Linked DNA regions of Oryctolagus cuniculus: region 1 is linked to region 2. Evidence: chromatin contacts called from public Hi-C data. All regions are on one chromosome and are shown on one strand. Each heading gives the region's core, a stretch centred on a gene start, on an enhancer-like site or on the middle of the called end of the contact. The rest is flanking DNA. Distances are from core to core; before and after follow the strand shown. Region 1 overlaps GULP1 (GULP PTB domain containing engulfment adaptor 1). Region 2 has its middle 13 kb from the start of WDR75.

Region 1 (3,460 bases), core at 434-2,933, 930 kb after region 2:
CGGATCCAGCTGAAAAGCCCATGAGAGTATTTCAGGCATGGAAAGCCAAAACACTCTGGGAAAAAAAAAAAAAAAAAAAAAAAAAAACCTAAATGAAAGATCTCCACGAGTGAGATCCCAGTGGAAAGAACGGGTCATCAAAGAAGGAGGTACCTTTCTCTGAAGGGAGGAGAGAACTTCCACTTTGACCATGGCCTTGTCTAAATATGATCAGAGTCAGTGAACTCAGGGGGCTTCCATAGCCTTGGCAGCTCATGACAAGAGCCTAGGGTGATTCCTGATGCCATAAACAAGAGTGTCAATTTGTTAAGTCAACAACAGGAGTCACTGTGCACTTACTCCTCATGTAGGATCTTTGTCCTTAGTGTGCTGTACATTGAGATTTAATGCTATAACTAGTACTCAAACAGTATTTTTCACTTTATGTTTCTGTGTGGGAGCAAACTGTTGAAATCTTTACTTAATGTATGCTAAACTGATCTTCTGTATATAAAGAGAATTGAAACTGAATCTTGATGTGAATGGAAGGGGAGAGGGAGTGGGAAAGGGGAGGGTTGCGGGTGGGAGGGACGTTATGGGGGGGAAGCCATTGTAATCCATAAGCAGTACTTTGGAAATTTATATACATTAAATAAAAGTTAAAAAAAAAAAACAAAATCAAAAAGAAAATCAAGGTATTCAGGCATTTAAGGAGAGATAGAGCCTCTCTCTTGACATTGCAGGATTTGGTGGTGGAGAAATTGAAAGAATCCAGTTAAATTTGAAAATTAAGCAATGAATATGTTTTTAAAAACTTATTTTAGTGGGGCCAGCACTGTAGTGCAGTGGGCTAATCCACCATCTGCAACACTGGCATCCCATATAGGCATGGGTTTAAGACCCAGCTGTTCCAATTCAGATCCGGCTCCCTGTTAATGTGCCTGAAAAAGCAGTGGAAGATGGTCCAAATACTTGGGCTCCTGCACCAATGTGGGAGATCTGGTTGAAGCTCCTGGCTCCTGGCTTCAGCCTGGCCCAGCCCTGGACATTGTAGCAATTTGGGAAGTGAAGCAGCAGATGAAAGATTCTCTCTCTCTCTCACTAATCTAAGTCTGCCTTTCAAATAAATAAATAAGATTTTTAGAACTTATTTTAGAATATATAGAAATATACACCATAAACAGACAACATACATACATATGTATACTACATGGTATGAGGTCGTTCCATGAAATACTTGGAACATATTTACATTAAAAAGAGTTGTCTATTATTTACCTGAAATGCAAAGTAACAGAATCTTGGTTTTATCTGGCAACTCTACTGTCTCGCTACTTCCCTTCTTTCTTTCCTCTTCCACCTTCTTTTTAAAAAGTGGACAGAAAACTATTAGGGGAAATAAATGGGATTTTTCACTCATCTTTCAAGGATTCAGAAAGTTACTTTGTACTATAACACTTTTCCAGCATATAGGTCATTCTAACTTGAGTCAAAATAGATGACATGCAAAGCAGGGCAGGGTTCCATTTCTCTTGTGTGCCATATTTATTTGCATTGTGCATTTCACTCTAATTTAGGGCAGATGTGAGTACACATGGTATAGCTCAGTCCTGCAGCCGAGAGCAGTTAAAAGTCTTTTTCTCCTTTCATGGCTTTGCATGCTGTGGAGAGTAACATAATTAATGCATGTGTGAATGCCCTTGAAGTGTCTGCCTTTATATCCTGGGGAGTACCATTTGTTTTCTTCCATTTTGGGTGGTAGAAGTGTTCAGCTCGCTGTCCTGCCCTGAATGCAGGCTGCTAGGTTTTTTTTCTGTTTCTCTCTTTTCGGTTTTGTGTCCTGTAGTCTTACATTCTGCATGTAATTCAGCTAGCTGTGCCAGAGATTTTTTTTCTTGTCTTTAAGAAACTTGTTTTCCTTCAGTGCAGACCTTTAAAAAGTATCCCCCCTTTCTTCCAAAGAATGTGGATTCATTTTGTTTCTTCTTCATCATCTGCTTGTTGATTTGGTGAAATTAAATGATTTGGATGTCTTTCACATATGAAGGCTGACTAAACAAATTAACTGTATGTGAAAGTATGTGAACAGAGAGCAACTCCTGCGGTGGGTTGCAAAAGCTTTCTAAGCTTGCTTCCCTGGTGCTGCTCTTTTCCAGAAACAGACAATGAGCAGTGGCTTCTGAGGTCCCACATCTGGAAACAAGCATCCCTGTGACCTCTACAAGGATTGCACAACCTTTTTGTTTCCAAAAAATCTACCAAAAAAATCACTAATAATTTATCTGTTGAGAAGGAAAGAAAGAAACAAAAGAAGGAAGGAAGTAGGGGCCAGAGGCAGAAAAAACAAAGGATAAGAAGGAAGGGAGGAAGGAGGAGAGGGAAGAGGGGGTGGAGGGGATGTGGGACAAGGAGGCGAAGAAAAACTAAAGCAGAAAATATCTAATCTTGGGATGGTGAATCATACGCTTTATATCAGGACAAGATAATCTTGTTCAAAGACCCTTCAGAGATCATCCAATTTTCCCACTTCACAGATGAAAGAAATGAGTCCCAGAGAAGCTATTAATCTTAATCATAAAATGGGTGTGTAGCAACTAGGCCTGGAACTAGTTTTGCAGATATGCACTAAATAAACCTTTTATTTTACACAGCTAATATTCTGTATCTAAAAAACAACATCCCATATATATTGTTATATTTATATCAAGATTTCTACTGGTTATACCACTTGACTCTTGAACATTGTTGCAGAATTCTAATGGCTAAAGTTATATTCATTCAATCTATATTTAAAGGGCTTAATATTCTCTTCTCTGCCTCTCCATTTTTTCTTGAAATTCTAGCTTACTGCATTCCATAGATTGCATGGCCACCTATAACTCTCCAAGACATTTTCCTGCTTGTAGACTTTAGTTTTGTCCCTGAATACCACTGACTTATATTTGGAAGACATTATGATCAATTTATCTTATATTCTTTACCCTCCTGAATTATTATTAATATTTGAAGGGCCCTTTTCAGATTTCTTTGACTTTTTTGCTTCAGTGGATTCATGTATTGGTAGTTCTGAATAGAAAGCTGAACTACCATTAAAATGTGAATATAATACTCCCGTGAAAAATATTCAAAGGAGGAGAAACATGCACATGGTGGAAAATGCCTTAGATAAAATAAACAAACCAAGCCTTTGACACAACAAAGTGAGAGAGAAGGATGATGTAGTACTCAAAGTACTTAAAATGTGACACTGCTAAGTCGTTTTCTTAAAAGAAAATGCAAAGAGAGCACTACTGAGTTTCAAAGTCATTATTGCGAAATTTCCATCCATTCATCAGAAGACATTTAATAAAGTGAAATCTAACTGATACTAATAATCTAACAGATACTATCAGGAAAGAAAACTAATTTACTACTTTTAGCTTATGGTTCTGGGTTACTATTCTTCTTTGTGGCTCATACTTAAATTGCTAAAATATTCATA
Region 2 (4,045 bases), core at 728-3,227:
TATGACCTAGAAATCCCACTCCTGGGAATTTATCCAAAGAGAAATCAACAGATGAAATTATATGTACCCCCATGTTTCTTATAGCTCAATTCAGGATAGGCAAGATATGGAATCAACCCAGATGTCCAACTGATGATTGGATAAAGAAACTCTGATGTATATATACTATGTAATACTACTCAGCCATAAAATAGAATGAAATCCTGTCTTTTGCGACAAAATGGATGCAACTGGAAACCATTATACTTAATGAAATAAGCCAGTGCTGAAAAGAAAAATACCATGTTTTCCTTGATCTGTAGTAACTAATAGAGTACCAAAAAATATAATGTATGAAAGTGACATTTTGAGCTTTGATGATTATTTACATCCCTTGTCTCTACTGTGTGAGGAACACTTCCTTCTTACTATTTGTTGAACTCTGTACTTAGTGTAGTATATATAATCCTAAGGGTATAAAAGAAACTAAAAATAGATCATTGTAAAAATTAAGAGAAGGAATAGGAGAGGGAAGGAGGAGGAAGGTTGGGAGCACATGTGGGATGGAGGGTATGGTGGGAAGTATCACTACGTTCCTAAATTTATACATGAAATACATGAAATTTGCATACCTTAAATAAATTTTTTTTAAAAAAACCGCAACTACAGAAATACAGATATACCACATGGTGGCAGCAAAGTTACATCATTATTTTTGCAAGTTTTTTTTTTTTTTATACTTCACTGTACTAGAAATTACAGTGATCCTGTTAGAAAATTGAAAAATTCTGTAGATGTTTAATTAATGAAGAAGCTTAGTAGAATGTTATAGAATGAGTATTTATCAACATGAAGAAATGCAAAAAGATTTTGGGAACGTTAATCATCCTTATGTGCAAAAATATCTCTTGAATCTTAAATTCTGAAACTTCAAGTTGTTTTTGTAATCAGATTCCTCTGCTTCATTGTTTTTTCTCTGTCTACTATAAAAGTTTCATGAACTTTATTCTGTAACATTTAGGTTTTGAGAATGGGGTCATTCATGGCTCACAGGATATTATGCTGTGCTGAATGTGAACCTCTACAAATTCCAGCTGTTAATAGGACACGCAGTTCTTTTTCAGACAGCCTTCTTAGGCATGATGCCTAAGTTTAATTTCCATGTGTAAAGTCATACTTAAAGTATGTAAACTGAAACAGATGTTAGTACTCTGAGAGTACATTTGGTGCACGAAGGAATAGTTCCCCAGTCTATTCTTCCACTCCTACTTGATTTTAAAAGCTCCTTTGAATAGAAAAGGGTCTCAGGAGAACTATCTAGAATCTTTGACCCCATTAGTGTGTAGCAATTTACTCCTGGGAAACAGTTGCACCACATAAATGTTAGATTCTGCTTGAAACTCCCTTCCTTAATAGAATTTTCTTTTCTTCCATATAAACTCTAAGCTTTGTTTATTCTTCAATTAGGAAGATGTCCACCCTAATATTACCAATCTAATTCTTACTTATATTGTCATTCAAGTAATAATTCTAAACTTCTGTTTTCCCAAAGTTTACCAGTAATAGCCAGATGTTTTTATATAATTTCTCACCGATAATAGTTCAGATTTTAAAATACTATATTAATATGTCAAATATTTTGAAAGGCTTCCAGTATGTGAATTTTATTGGCAACAGATCATAGATTTCTAACCATGCTATGATTTGTGCTTCAAATAATTTGAGATAGAATTATTAGAACTAATTAACTACTTCTTTTTCTTTCTTCTTTACTTTTCTTCCACCTTTATTTGAAAAGAGAGTGACAGAGAAAAGGGAATATATGGAGAAAGACAGATCTTTTATCAGCTGATCTACTCCCTAAATTGCTGCAACAGCTAGGTCTAGGCCAGGCTGACTCCAGAAGTCAGGAACTCCGTCCTGGTCTCCCACATGTGTGGCAGAGGCCCAACCACTAGGGCTATCTTCTGTTACCTACTCAGTTGTGTTAGCATGAAGCTGGATCTGAAGCAGTGCAGCTGGGACTTGAACTGGCACTTACATATGGGATACTGGTGTCACAAATGGCAATTTATTCCACTGTGCTACAATGTCAGCTGCTCCATTCTGTTTTTGAAATTATTTGTTGACTATGCTAGGATAAAAAGGCTAATTAAAACAGATAGACCCTAGTCTTAAGGAACATTCAGAAACTTAGTCATGGAATACATAGCCATCAAACCATAATTTATTGTTATATTGGCAAAGAGAAAAGTTTTGACAGCAAAGAAGAGGCAGTCTATGATTCTAAGGATGGAAGAAGAATTTACAGATAAAAATATTGGAATTAAATATTGAAAGATAGAGGATAATTGCTGCAGGCAGGGAAGTGGAAGTATTTTCTATGTTGCAGAGTAGAATGTACAGTGGAATGATGAATTTATGGAACATAAAGAACTTGGATATGGTTTACCCACAGACACATGGAGGGAGTAATAAGGTGATGTGAATGGAAAGAAGGATGAAAATAGATTTAGTCATGGTTAAAGATTTGAAAATATGAATGCAAAATTTTATTTAACAAAAATACAGTCTTCAGACTTAAATTTGTATCAAGATAGAAATATATTACCATTTGGTATACTAAAAATTTAAAGATTTATTTATTTGAAAGGCAGAGAGAAAGAGAAAGAGAAAGAGAGAATCTTCCATCTGCTGCTTCACTCTCTAAATGGCCACAATGGCTGGAGCTGGGCCAAGCTGAAGCCAGGAACCAGGAGCTTCTTCCAAGTTTCCCATGAGGGTACAGAGTCCCAAGCACTTAGGCCGTCTTCTGCTGCTTTCCTAGGTGCATTAGTAAGGATCTAGATTAGAGGTCGAGCAGTTGGGACTTGAACCATCTCCCATATGGAATGCCAGTACTGAAGGCAGAGGCTTAACCTTCTATGCCACAGCGCTGGCCCCTGTATAGTAAAAATTTAAATAGATAATCTTTAAAACTTTTTTTTTTTTTAATTTGAGAAAGACACGGAAAGAGATGGAAAGAGAGGAAGTACTGTTCTGCTGATTCACTCCTCAGATATCCTCAGTGAATCCAGGAGCCAGAAACTCAATCCAGGTCACCCCACAGGGTGGCAGGGACAGAATCACTCGTGCTCTCATTACTGACTCCTAGGTCTGAGTTAGCAAGAAGCTGGAATCAGGGGCCAGGACTTGAACTCAGGCATTCCAGTATGGAATGTGAGTGTACCTACTGACATCTTAACTGCTAGATCAACAGTCCACCTCACAGATTGATAATGTTAATGAGTTATATTCCAATTTTATGCATATAGTACATCAACTGACTAAAAATTTCAGGAGTTCCATGAAAATAAAATGTCTCCCTGAATTTTACTTTAAATATAAAGTCACTGATTATTCAGGTCTGTATTTATTTAGCTTCTAGATTAGGAAGCTGAGCTTTGGTGAAAAATGCAATTGGTATATGCTTTTAAGGCTATATTTATGACTAATAACCTTGTCTTTCCTAATGGCCAAGTTTTCTGGCTAAATGATAGCTCTAATACACGTTAAATATAACAGAAATAATTTAATTATCTGGACCACATTTTACAAAGTAAAACTTAGTTCAAAGTACATATGGAGGAATTTATGTTTAATAAATTTTTTTGTGTGTGTGATTTTCCTAGATTTTAGAACTGCTGACAGAAATGTATCAGTATTTCTGTTTTTCATATACATAATACTATTTTTTATTTTATAAAAATAAGTTAAATTTTCCAACTTCTGGTTTTGATATATGATTTATTTCTGAATCATATATTGTTTGGTCTTGACATTAAAGTCTTGGCTATGTGGAAGTAAAAGGATACATTATTTTTTGGGACATATGTGGATGTCTTTAAAAATGTTAGAAGTTTGGCCTGAAGTATTTTATATATTTTTTCAGAATACAACATGCTTCTAAGTTAAGGGAAAACATTCATGTTACTCCCTTCCATTTAATGTCTGACATTGAATCCCTCTTTGTTTTTATAGCCTGAATTATAATTACAAACCAAACAGATTCTAAGTGCTCTACTTT

What was found. A called contact is a pair of places that touch in the nucleus more often than the background predicts.
Region 1: a Hi-C map of an unstated tissue shows a contact between it and region 2, with 12 times the contacts expected there. The contact joins two enhancer-like sites. A contact is called at or near these places in 4 of 6 Hi-C or Micro-C datasets (embryonic fibroblasts, psoas muscle, skin fibroblasts and 1 more).

The regions. Positions count from the first base shown.
Region 1 is chr3:51,872,563-51,876,022 of mOryCun1.1, forward strand. The region is part of intron 6 of GULP1 (GULP PTB domain containing engulfment adaptor 1); the gene reads right to left. Among named protein-coding and RNA genes, the nearest start is that of GULP1, 260 kb to the right of the region's middle. Within about 2 kb of position 1,684, at least 2 of the 8 cell types and tissues checked have an H3K27ac peak or open chromatin away from gene starts, as enhancers often do.
Region 2 is chr3:50,941,539-50,945,583 of mOryCun1.1, forward strand. No RefSeq gene overlaps it. Among named protein-coding and RNA genes, the nearest start is that of WDR75, 13 kb to the left of the region's middle. Within about 2 kb of position 1,978, at least 4 of the 8 cell types and tissues checked have an H3K27ac peak or open chromatin away from gene starts, as enhancers often do.